Linked DNA regions of Mus musculus: region 1 is linked to region 2. A link is a contact called in public HiChIP or PLAC-seq data. All regions are on one chromosome and are shown on one strand. Each heading gives the region's core, a stretch centred on a gene start, on an enhancer-like site or on the middle of the called end of the contact. The rest is flanking DNA. Distances are from core to core; before and after follow the strand shown. Region 1 holds the start of Hipk3 (homeodomain interacting protein kinase 3). Region 2 holds the start of D430041D05Rik (RIKEN cDNA D430041D05 gene).

Region 1 (5,240 bases), core at 2,258-4,757, 84 kb after region 2:
GCCCAAACTCTGGACATTAAGAAATCAGGACAGCTGCAACCCACAAATTTTACAAAGGGAATGCTTACTTTGGCAGCAATAATAATTGTGTATCAAAATTAGCCTGTGTGCCCTAATAAATATAAGACACAAGTTAATAACTTGTGGAAAGTAGAGAAATTCCAGTTTTTGGAACATCCTTGAAGCATTGTCAGGACATCTTTTCCTATCCAAGCTCAGCTGAAGTTGCAATAGAAACAATGTTTCCTTCCATGCCTCTGAATCAACCACCAATAGGACAATGCTCATGTACCTTATCATACTGGAAGAACTGTTGCAATGAGAACTGTACTAGGAAGCTAACTCCTTCACCTCAAAAAAAAAAAAAAAAAAAAAAAAAAAAAAAAAAAAAAACAAAGGTAACTTCAAAAGTTAATGGAATAAGTCACTGCAACATAGATGCAAACAATTATTCCATTTAAGTGGATGTGCATGAATTACATTTGATTAACAATTCCACATTGTAAGGTTGACATTTTCTCCTTCCTCTTTTCCATATGCCTTCAGTGTTCATGCAGCAAATATTTAAACACAGAGCTTCAATCAGGAAGGTCACCTGACAGCAACTGTTTTGTGAACTTACGGGAAAGCATGCATTCAGCACAGGCACTAAGCAAACACCTATGTGTCAAATGGCACTTGCTACAGAAACGGACCTCTGTAATTTGCAACCCTACTTTATGGTATCCTATGACAGATCATCCAAAAAATTAACAGAGTATAATCTTTAGCTTCTTCTCAAGCACATTTACAAGAATTATCTCATAGAAACCATCTACTTTAATGAGACTCTAAAAACCCCATGCCCAGAAGCCAATGGCTGGTTTATAAACAAGATAATGACTAGTTCAATGGAAAAAGCATTATGACAAAATGCTAAGACTGTCTCACCATGTTATGATCTGCTTGCCTAATATGTATGTTTAGCTACTGTAGTCAGCAATGTCCAAATATAAATTTAAAACATTTAATGGCCAGTTCTGTTCTAGACTTCAAGCTCATCTTACCTGTTTAAAACACTGATGCTATATTTTTATCTATCCTCCAAAATATTTTTTCTTTTTGCAAATATATTTCCTAGGGTGGAGAGTAGGACCTAAGAAATAAATTATCCCTAAAATACAATGAAATATCCAAACACTGAAAAAGCAGACATTTCTGATATATATCTCTACGGTATACCTACCATAACAAATTAAAAATAATCAAAATAAGAAAAATAAACTGACACAGGTTAAGCACTAAATTTCATAAATGCGAGCTCCCTGTACTTTATATGAATGCAAATATAGCACGAAATATCTTGTTAATTTAAAAATTAAGAATTTGGGTTGTTTGATTAAATTTCAATTACTGTTAAGTGTCATGAAAATAGAGGAACTAATACAACAAAGCAAGTTTTTAAAGGTCAGTCATATTTTGTTTACCTAAAATACTAAGCTTAATCATGACCTGTTTAAACCTTATCGTTGCTCATTGTATAAAATTAGCACTGCACTTGCAAACCTAAGCAGAATCTAGACTTATTAAACATATGGTGAGACTTGCCCAGTTTCTGAAATAGTAAATGTGGATAAACATTTAAGGTATTTTTCTCGGTAAACAACAACAAAAAAGACCTAGAAATGTTTTCATAACCTGATCAGAAAGAAAAAAATCTTTAAAAATTTTTCAAACACCAGGCAATTAAAATCTGAAAATTAAGTTAAACTGTTTTTAGTACCCCCATTTGAGAGGCTGTAGTTTACGGGGGGGGGGGGGGGGGAGACCTAAAATAGAAAAATAAAAAACAGATCTCCAAACAACTCGGAGGTACATAGAAACGAAGACTGGTTTTCCAGCTAACTTTTCCAGCCCTGTGTACCAGAGAGATAACCAAAACAAAGTAGACCCGTAAAACCATGAGTTTCCCTGTAAACTGGGCCATAATCTGAAACCTAAGGGGGGCCGGGGAGGGGGGGGGGGGACCGGCTGCTGCTGCTGCTAATAGAAGCTCCTTATAAGCTGCGAACTGACAGGTGGAAAAACAAATTCGCCAGCAGCAGGCCAGCCAGAGGTTGTGAAAACACGGTTCAAGGACCGAACATGTTGTGACTACTCTGTAACAGGTCCAAGGTAATTTACGCACACACCCTTCAGCGCAATTCCTCCAGCACAGATAAGACTGGGAAACAACAGGCTTCCCCCAAGATCCACATACCATTTTACAACAGCCGTCTCCCCCCAGACAGGAAAACAGACATTCTGGTCCCGAGTCCTTTCCGCTGGTCTCCCCACAGCGCGAAGGGAAGAGGGCCGCCGCCGCCGTAACGAGAGAAGCCGGCAACAGCCCCGCCGCGCGGCCGCCACGCCTTCCTCCCGCCGCCGCTGGGGACGCGAAGCCTCGGATCACATTTCTCCTCCCCAACAATCACACGCACGCACGTCTCCAGAGTTGACACCCTCCAAACCCGCCGCCCCGCGACGCCGGTGACAGGGCCACCAAGCCTCCGCGGCGCAGCCACGGGGCTGGGCGCTCCGGCGGCGGCGTGCGTGCACGTTGGTCTTCGCTCCCATCAATGAAAGGAACGAGGTCTCCGTAGTGACGGCCTAGAGCCGCCGAGCCGAAACGGGGGGCCCCCGTGGGACCAAACAAAACTTCGGTTGCTGGGAAGAGCCGTTGCGCAACCTAGGCTTGGGGGAAGGCCCGGACAGCCCGGCGCGGCCAGGGCGGCTTCCCGGAGGCTGCGCCAAGCGCGCGCGGAAAGCACGCGCAGTCCCCGCGTACGGCCTCCTCGGGCCTGGCTTGGCGCCGGCCTTCGGGAACCGCCCGGGCCGGCCGCACTGGACAACCGGGCGGGAACGGAGAGCCGTCGCTCCGAGGGTTCCCCCGGCCCCCGAGGCCCCGCGACGGCGCCGAGCTACCCGCCCTTGCCTGGCTTCCTTACCTTCCTAGAGGCCCGCGCTCTCCCCGCTTCGGGCGGCCGCAGCCCTGAGCATGTCCGGGGTGGGTCGCGGGGGCCGTGCGGGGACCCGGAGCCAAGCGCTTCAGCAGGCGGCGCCACCCAGCCGGGGCTCAGCCCCTCTCGGCGGCCGCTGCCATCTTGTCCTGGCGGCTGAGAGGAAACGGCGAAACACCCTCCCCCGACCGCTGCTGCTGCTTCTCTGGCTGCCGATCGCCGGGCCCGTCTCCCTCATCTTCCTTCCCGGGGACCTGGGGTGGGGACCGCTCGACTGGGGAGAGGGGCAGTGACAAGCCGGCGGGCCACCGGGGCCTACGGGCAACAAGGGATGCAGGGCCCGCGGTGCTGAGGGCCCATTTCCCCGGAGTTGAGACGAGGACGAGGGCTGCTTGCGAGGCCGCGTCGCCCGGGGCCTGCGGCTCGGACTCCTCGGGGCGCCGCGCTGCCGGCAGTCGTCACCCGGGCAGCTGCGGCAGGCCGCCCCGATATCGGGCCCCTCCTCCGCGCGCCCGCCGGCCTCGGCCGCCGCCTCCGCAGCGCCACCGCCCGCTCGGCCGCTCTGAGCGCCGAGCCCGGGCGGCCCCGCTCGGGTAGGGCCGCGGCGCCTCCGCGAAGCCCCTCCCCAGGGTCCGCCTGCAGCCGCGCCCTTGACGCTCGCAGCCCGCCAGGCGGCCCGCGCGGATCCAACCCTGAGCTCTCACGCCATCCCCTCCAAGAGGAACGGCTTCCGTCAGCCCTCCTCTGCAGTTCTGAACCTGACTCCGGGCCCAAAAATACACATTTAAGGGACAATCCTAATACCCAAAGGGGTTCAGATGCGGAAGCAGGATTCCACAGGCCTTTCCAGGTTACCCCATCCTAATTCTCTTCCCACCCCTTTAGAATCTGTTTCTTGGCATCTTAGGAGTCTAAAAACGCAGAAAGAGAATGAATAATCTAAGCCTAAAATAGGTCCTTCTCGCTCCCCCATTCCAAAACAGCAGGAGACTTGTCACACCACGTCAAAGAATGAGGGACGGACTCTCTTGGAAGTTTTCCAAGTGCACCACCACAGTGGTTGAGAAGCTGCCCACCTCTACGTTGATAATTCTCCATCGAGTTAGTTCCACACCCAAGCTAGTTTCTTCGCTCCTGGAAACTAGGAAATCGACAGAATGGTCCATTTCCACCCACGTAACCATAGAACCATGGAATTTGAGATGAAAGAATCTTACTGATGCATAGTCCAAACTCTTATGCTAAGACAAGGGTTTAGACAAGTTTCGATGACGTGAGCAAGGTTAAAGAGCAAAGCTTTAGTCTCCACCCCTCTCCCCTCCATCTATCTCTCCAGAAAGCATCTATCTTCGAAGCAACCCATCATTCAGTAAACCTATTTTGCCACCTGTTTCGTCTGGGTTCTAAACTAATATTTAACGTTTCCGCAACGCAAGCACCTCTGTCTCTATAATGGAGATGTCCTTTGCTTTCTTCCTTTACTAGAAGGACTGAGCTTGCCGATGTTATTTCTCCACACATATTCTCCATTGCAGCAGCTGGGGCTAAAGGGAGGGTCAACTCGCTGGGTAGATACTAGTCCTTTACCTATTGCCTTTCAAACTAGGACTGTGTAGAATGTCTTTAAAGGGGGAAAGGGTATCCCCTCGAGGCCACTGATAATCCTTTTTCCAGTGACCAGTGTTTTCTTCAAGATAGGAGTACAGTGAAGACTAAAGTAGAAAAGCTAATGACTGATTTTTAGAAAAGGTGTATGCATGAGATGGCCACAGTGATGCAAGTCTCTATTGCCAGCGCCGGGTAGATGGACAGAACCGGAAGAGGCTCGAGATTACCCTCTACATCCAAAAGGAGGGCAATGTCGGAGCCATTCTTTATTCTTTAGCATTTACATTGGATTTCTTTTAAGGCAATAATCTGAAAACCAAACACAAATTATTGCTAAAAAAAAGAGAGAGAGAGAGAGAGATAGAAATCTACACTAATAGAGAACTCTCTCCATTAGAATTTACTTTTCACAAGCAAGCATATCTTTTGCAAGCATATCTCTAGCCTCCTAATGGAAGACTTTCCTCATTTTGCTACATTTATGAAGAGGCTGGAAGTGAGCTCCCCACCCCCCTTCTGCTGAGTAGTTCACTCCACCCCACCCCCTTCCTATGAATTCCAGGAAGGATTTCTGTCACCTTTCTTTTAACCCTTGCCTTGCCAGTGACTAAATATAGTACCTAACTTAAACCTTCCCAGTAAAGCTTGCTAGAT
Region 2 (5,073 bases), core at 2,123-4,622:
ACCCCCATTTCACATGGGAGAGAGAAACAAGGGTCACAGAAGCCAAGGTCACATTGAGCAGAGACCCACAGGGGATGAGCACTGTGCCTGCACACAACTGCACACAGCCGATACATTAGACGTTTGCAGATGTCAGTTAAACGGGGAGGGAGTTAGGAAAGGTAGGATGACAGATTTGCACTCTGCCATTGTTGCCTGGAACCCAGATGGCAGGAGAGAATGAGAGGCATCGCCCTTCAGAAACTTCTTTCCTAGAACAGAAGTGACAGAAGCCTGTGAGCAGGGGTTCCATGGGACACAGTCGGGAGAGGGTGCCTTCAAGAGAGCACTAAGTGTGACTGCAGACTTCCCATGATGATTCAGGCAAAGGGACAAGGAGCGTGGTGGTGGAACCAGCTTAGAACACACTGTAAAGGCCCTGCCACCAAGGTGCTAGGAATCCGGGAAGTATTTTCTAGAAACAAACCTATTTTTGCCCATTTTTCCAACGAAGGCAGATGCTTGATTTAGCCTTGTTAAAAATCAAGAAGCATAGTGATGTAAATGACAGGCTTGGAAGCAGTCAGGACTTCAAGCAGAATGTGACAGGTCACTGGCTCAGCCTCTCAGATAACTCTGCATCAGACACAGGCTGCAGAGAACAGCACGGAGCTGCAGCTGCCCATCAGAGCAAGCTCCAGACAAGGAGGAAAGTCGAATGTCCCCAGCAAGAGTCACCTAGCCTTCCATTTCCCTCCAGACAGTGCTTTCTCCCACAAACTTCTCGAGATGTCCTGTATGAGGCCCAGGCCTCTCCTAGGCTGCAAAGACGCTGAAATCAGAGAGCATATGAAAGAAGTGATAAGGGTCAGACTGGATGCCCAGTGTTCACTCTGCCACCAAGAAGCCAGTCATAAAAATGGAATCCGTGGTAAAGCCACAGGATGCTGCAAAGCTCAGAGGCAGGCAGTGGAGCCACAGGTGGTCTTGTCCATGGAAAACTGAGCATTGAAGGTGACAGTAGAAAAGGCACCCCAATAGCACAGAGAAACCAACTCTAATGAGAAGGGGGGAAATAACAGGCCTCAGAGAACAGATGTTTGAATGACACCCACTTTCATTCTGATTGCCTATCCTAGGCTATGTCTCGGGACCAGTATACTTCAAGAAAAAAGCGGAGGGGGGGGGCAGACTAAGAGCAAAAGATGAAGATGACAAGTCCCCTAGAGAAGGTTCTGGCTGACTGAAAGATGAGCCAAGCAAAGACTCAGAGGTTGAGAAGGAGCCAAATACAAAGGTTGGAAGGGAGATCAGAAATCCAAAACCCTGTCAAAAAAAATCGGCTGGCATGGGCCTGAATGGGGCAATACAGGAAAGCTAAATTTCACGTCACAGATGGCTGAACAGTTCTCAGTCTCTGCGAGCAAATGAGCAACATTCAAGGCATAAAAGCTCTCAAACGGTTTACAGAACTATCAAGAATTGGGTGAGTGCTAACCAAAACCTCTGTGGTTCTCAGCCGGTGGTCACTAAGGGGCTTCCTTATGCCTTCTTCATGACTTCTCTCAACATTGTGTCACATATATAAAGCCAGAGGGTCGGAGTCCCTAGAAGGTCAACTACTGAATTTTGGAACTACAAGAAAGAATCACAACAGAAATTCCTGGACACACAGACTCCTTGTCAGTGACTTTTAAGTGAATCAAAGGGAAATGGCTTTAAATTAAACAGTTATATAGATATAGCCCACCAGAATACGTAATTTAAAACTGGTATAAGCTCCTTCAAAACTGGGACTTCCAATCTGATATGGGGAAAGGCCATACATAGACACGTGTTGGAGGGCGAGGGGCGGTTCTCCTTGGTCCTCACTAAAAGCTGCAGCACTACAGAAACCAGTTACCTAAAATGAGAGGTTTGCATTTGTTAGGCTGAATGTATCTATAATCTAGAATTCCACCACAAACACAGAAGCTTGCCCTTCACGGGAGTCATAGCAATCATTCTTATTTCAAAGACCATGGCTGGCCGCGCAGTGTAAGTTTCAAAGCACTTCTGCAGAATAATTCTGCCCAAATAGTTACAACAGATCCACAAAATCGTCCGCGGAAGTACAGAAATCTGTTTCTGAAGGATCGTTGGTGGTCTGAGCACCAAGAGTGACTCTTCTTCAACGAGCCTCTTGTAAAAAATAGGTATACATTTGATCAATGCCTGAACCTTTTGCAAAATGCAATCAATTATTTTAAGTACCTCATTCCCAAAAGGAAGGGAGGGGAACCTGTTATGAGCAACGGGGGAACGCTATTTTGACACAGAAATTGCTTCAAACTCTCAGGTCATTCCTTGCACTTAAGACAAAGTGAATACTAGCAACGGGAAGCCCAAAACATCCACAACATCCCACTGAACAGGTCTCTTTTATGCTATCCTAACTACGCCATGTCTAGCTAAAGGAAGCGTGTTTGTGGGACCACCAGGAAGCATTTACAACTTGTCCAGGGAGGAAAAATTAAAGATAAAAACGTGCCTCTTTCTTCACCGCCCACGATGCCTTCTCAAGAGACAGATTTCTGACAGTTCGCCCGCTGGTGCAACTGCTAAGGGCAAATAAAAGCCTGGCGGTGCTGCAAAGAGCCCACCACCCACCACCACGCGGTTAAGCGGCTCCAGACCCCGCCGCGGGCGGAGAGCCGCTGCCAAGCGCTTACCGGAGTCGGCCCAGCAGTGCCCGGAGAGGGCAGCCAGCAGCAAGAGTCCCAGCAGCAGCGGCCGCCGCAGCAGCACATCCTCGGACCGGCGGGCCTCGGAGCTTCTCACGCCCTGGCAACGCGCGGCGATCCCGCCCGCCCCGCAGAGCCCTTGCTCCCGGAGCCGGTCCCTGGGCTCCCGCGCTGCCGGCTCAGCTTCGCTCGGGCCCTGGGGCTTCGCCTCCTGCAGAGCCATAGGGACTGTTCATACATCCAGGCCGCTGCCTCGTTCCACACCGCGCCGGTGAGCCCAGCCCTCCGCGCACCGCTCCTCACCGGGCATCTCGGGCCATGGCCCGGGAGTCGGAGGGAGGCAGGAGGTGCGAGCTGCTCGCTCGTCCTGCCTCGGTGGGAGGCGGGCTCAATGGAGCCGCGGCTTCAGGCGCGCGGGTACCGGGGTTGCATGGGGGTTCCCACGGTGCGGCGAGGGTGGGACGGGCGGCGCCCCGGTCCCCTCCCCAGGGCCGGATGCTACACCTCGAGCGCGAGGCTGCGAGACACGGAGACCCGCGGACCTAGCTCGTGCAGCGTGCCGCCCGCCGCCGCCCCTGCGCCCAGGTCTCTATCTCTGTCGGTTCACTGGATCGCTAGGCTCTGGCTCCAGCCGCGAAAGCTACTGCAGCTCCGAGCGGCGCCTCATTGACAAAGAAAGCACGTAGCACAGGAGCGGGCAAGGGAGGCGAGGCAGGCGCGCGCGCGCATCCCCGCGCGAAACCACCGCGCGCCCCCAGCTCCCGCGCGCGGGGCTGAACCCTGCCCTGCGCTGGCGAGGTCCTCGTTGAGGGGGACTTTCCTCCGCCCAGGGTTCCCAGATCGTGAGAAGGAAAGGTAGGCTGGGATAGCCCTCTGACCGGAGAAGGGACTGGACACCTAGATACCTTCACGGTCGACGGTCAACGTGCTGAGAAAGCTAGGTGCTCAACCTGCATCTTGGAAAAGCTTTCCGAGGATGAGCGGAAGAGCTTGGTGCAGGTTGTTCACTGCTACTCTGGGGGGCTGGCAGACACCTGCCTGCCAAATTTACCCCCAAAGAACTAGAGCTGTTGTGCCCTATTTGCAATGAAACACTGAAGTAAATAAAACACGTTATAAACATTTGTTGCAGCCATACTATGAGAGAGGCAGTGCATTGAGCTTTGGGACAACTACAGGCATTTCCAAAAAGTCTTTCCCAAATAAGAGAGCTGACTAGTCAGTCTCTCTCTAGTAGGATGAAAGGGCAGAGTCAGCTGAGTTGTCCTTCTGCCCTTACCCTTGTTCTGCATCTGTACCCTTGAGCAGGCTATCTAGTTCGCAGGTGCTTCAAACTCCCTTCAGTCAATAAGTTGTCCACAGGATAGCAGCAAACCCAGCAGCACCCATTGCTTGCCAGCGACTGTGTCAGGGAAAAGCATTTGCACTGACCTGGCCCTGTTATATGCCGGGCCCTATTCCAGACACTTGGACAGGAGCCACAAACATAATCTCTGTAGGTAATAAATTGACTACCAGACAGTGCTTAAAAAGCCTCAGAGAAAATGGTAAGGTAAAATGCTGGAAAGTGGAGATGGAGGTATTGCAGCAGTAAACAGGAGGTAAAGAGGCTTCACTGAGAAGGTGACATGTGGGAGAAGACCAGAAGGAGGTCAAGGAACAAGGCAAGCTGAAGAAACAATCTAAAGAGATCCGTGAGGTCAAACCTCTGAGGCCGGCCTGGCCTGGTGTGTTCCAGGCCCAGCACAGCAAGCAGGGGGATGCTGAGAAATGGAAGCTGCTCTCTCATTCATCCTCTCTCTCTGTGTGTGTCTCTCTCTGTCTCTGTCTCTGTCTCTGTCTCTGTCTCTCTCTCTCTCTCTCTCTCTCTCTCTCTCTCTCTCTCTCTCTCTCTCTCTCTATTACACACACACACATACCACGATGGCCCATGGTTCTGGAGAAGGCTTGTCTCCCCCTCACCTGTGTCCGCAGGACGGCAGTTAGACTGCAAAGCAGGAGATGTATTTGCACACGCTAACTTCAGAGAGCAGGTGTGTCTTATCGTGCATTTCAGATCTGAACTGCAGTAGTGTGGGTTCTTAAAATCAGAAATGCTCAAAAAAATATGAAACACCTCTGTGCCATATCAGCACTCAAAAAAGTCCCAGGGCTGGTGAGACAGTTCATGGAGCGAGGCCACCTGCTACCAAGACCGGCAATCTGAGCTTGGTCCCTGGGACCTACCTACATGGTAAGACAAAAACAGCTCCTGAGAGTTGTCTTTTAATCTTTATCTCCATACTCTAAATGAATAAAGCAATAATTAAGACCTGGGGACGTGAACTCTGAATGACTTCAAATTTTCAGATCAGACACACTCATACACAGG

What was found. HiChIP or PLAC-seq counts read pairs in DNA pulled down with a chosen protein or histone mark.
Region 1: a contact with region 2 is called in an H3K4me3 HiChIP or PLAC-seq map of the SCID.adh cell line, with 20 read pairs. The contact joins the promoter of Hipk3 here to the promoter of D430041D05Rik in region 2. A contact is called at or near these places in 3 of 39 promoter capture datasets (the SN4741 cell line, cranial neural crest and embryonic stem cells), 2 of 484 Hi-C or Micro-C datasets (both in embryonic stem cells), 2 of 115 datasets of contacts at active chromatin or transcription factors (the SCID.adh cell line and embryonic stem cells) and 2 of 9 other capture datasets (adipose tissue and liver).

What each region holds. Positions count from the first base shown.
Region 1 is chr2:104,490,982-104,496,221 of GRCm38.p6, forward strand. It overlaps Hipk3 (homeodomain interacting protein kinase 3), which reads right to left and starts at 3,508. Exons shown (of 16, transcript NM_010434.2): 1 at 2,967-3,508.
Region 2 is chr2:104,407,239-104,412,311 of GRCm38.p6, forward strand. D430041D05Rik (RIKEN cDNA D430041D05 gene) reads right to left here and starts at 3,373. Exons shown (of 21, transcript NM_001368844.1): 1 at 2,691-3,373. The coding sequence starts at 2,925.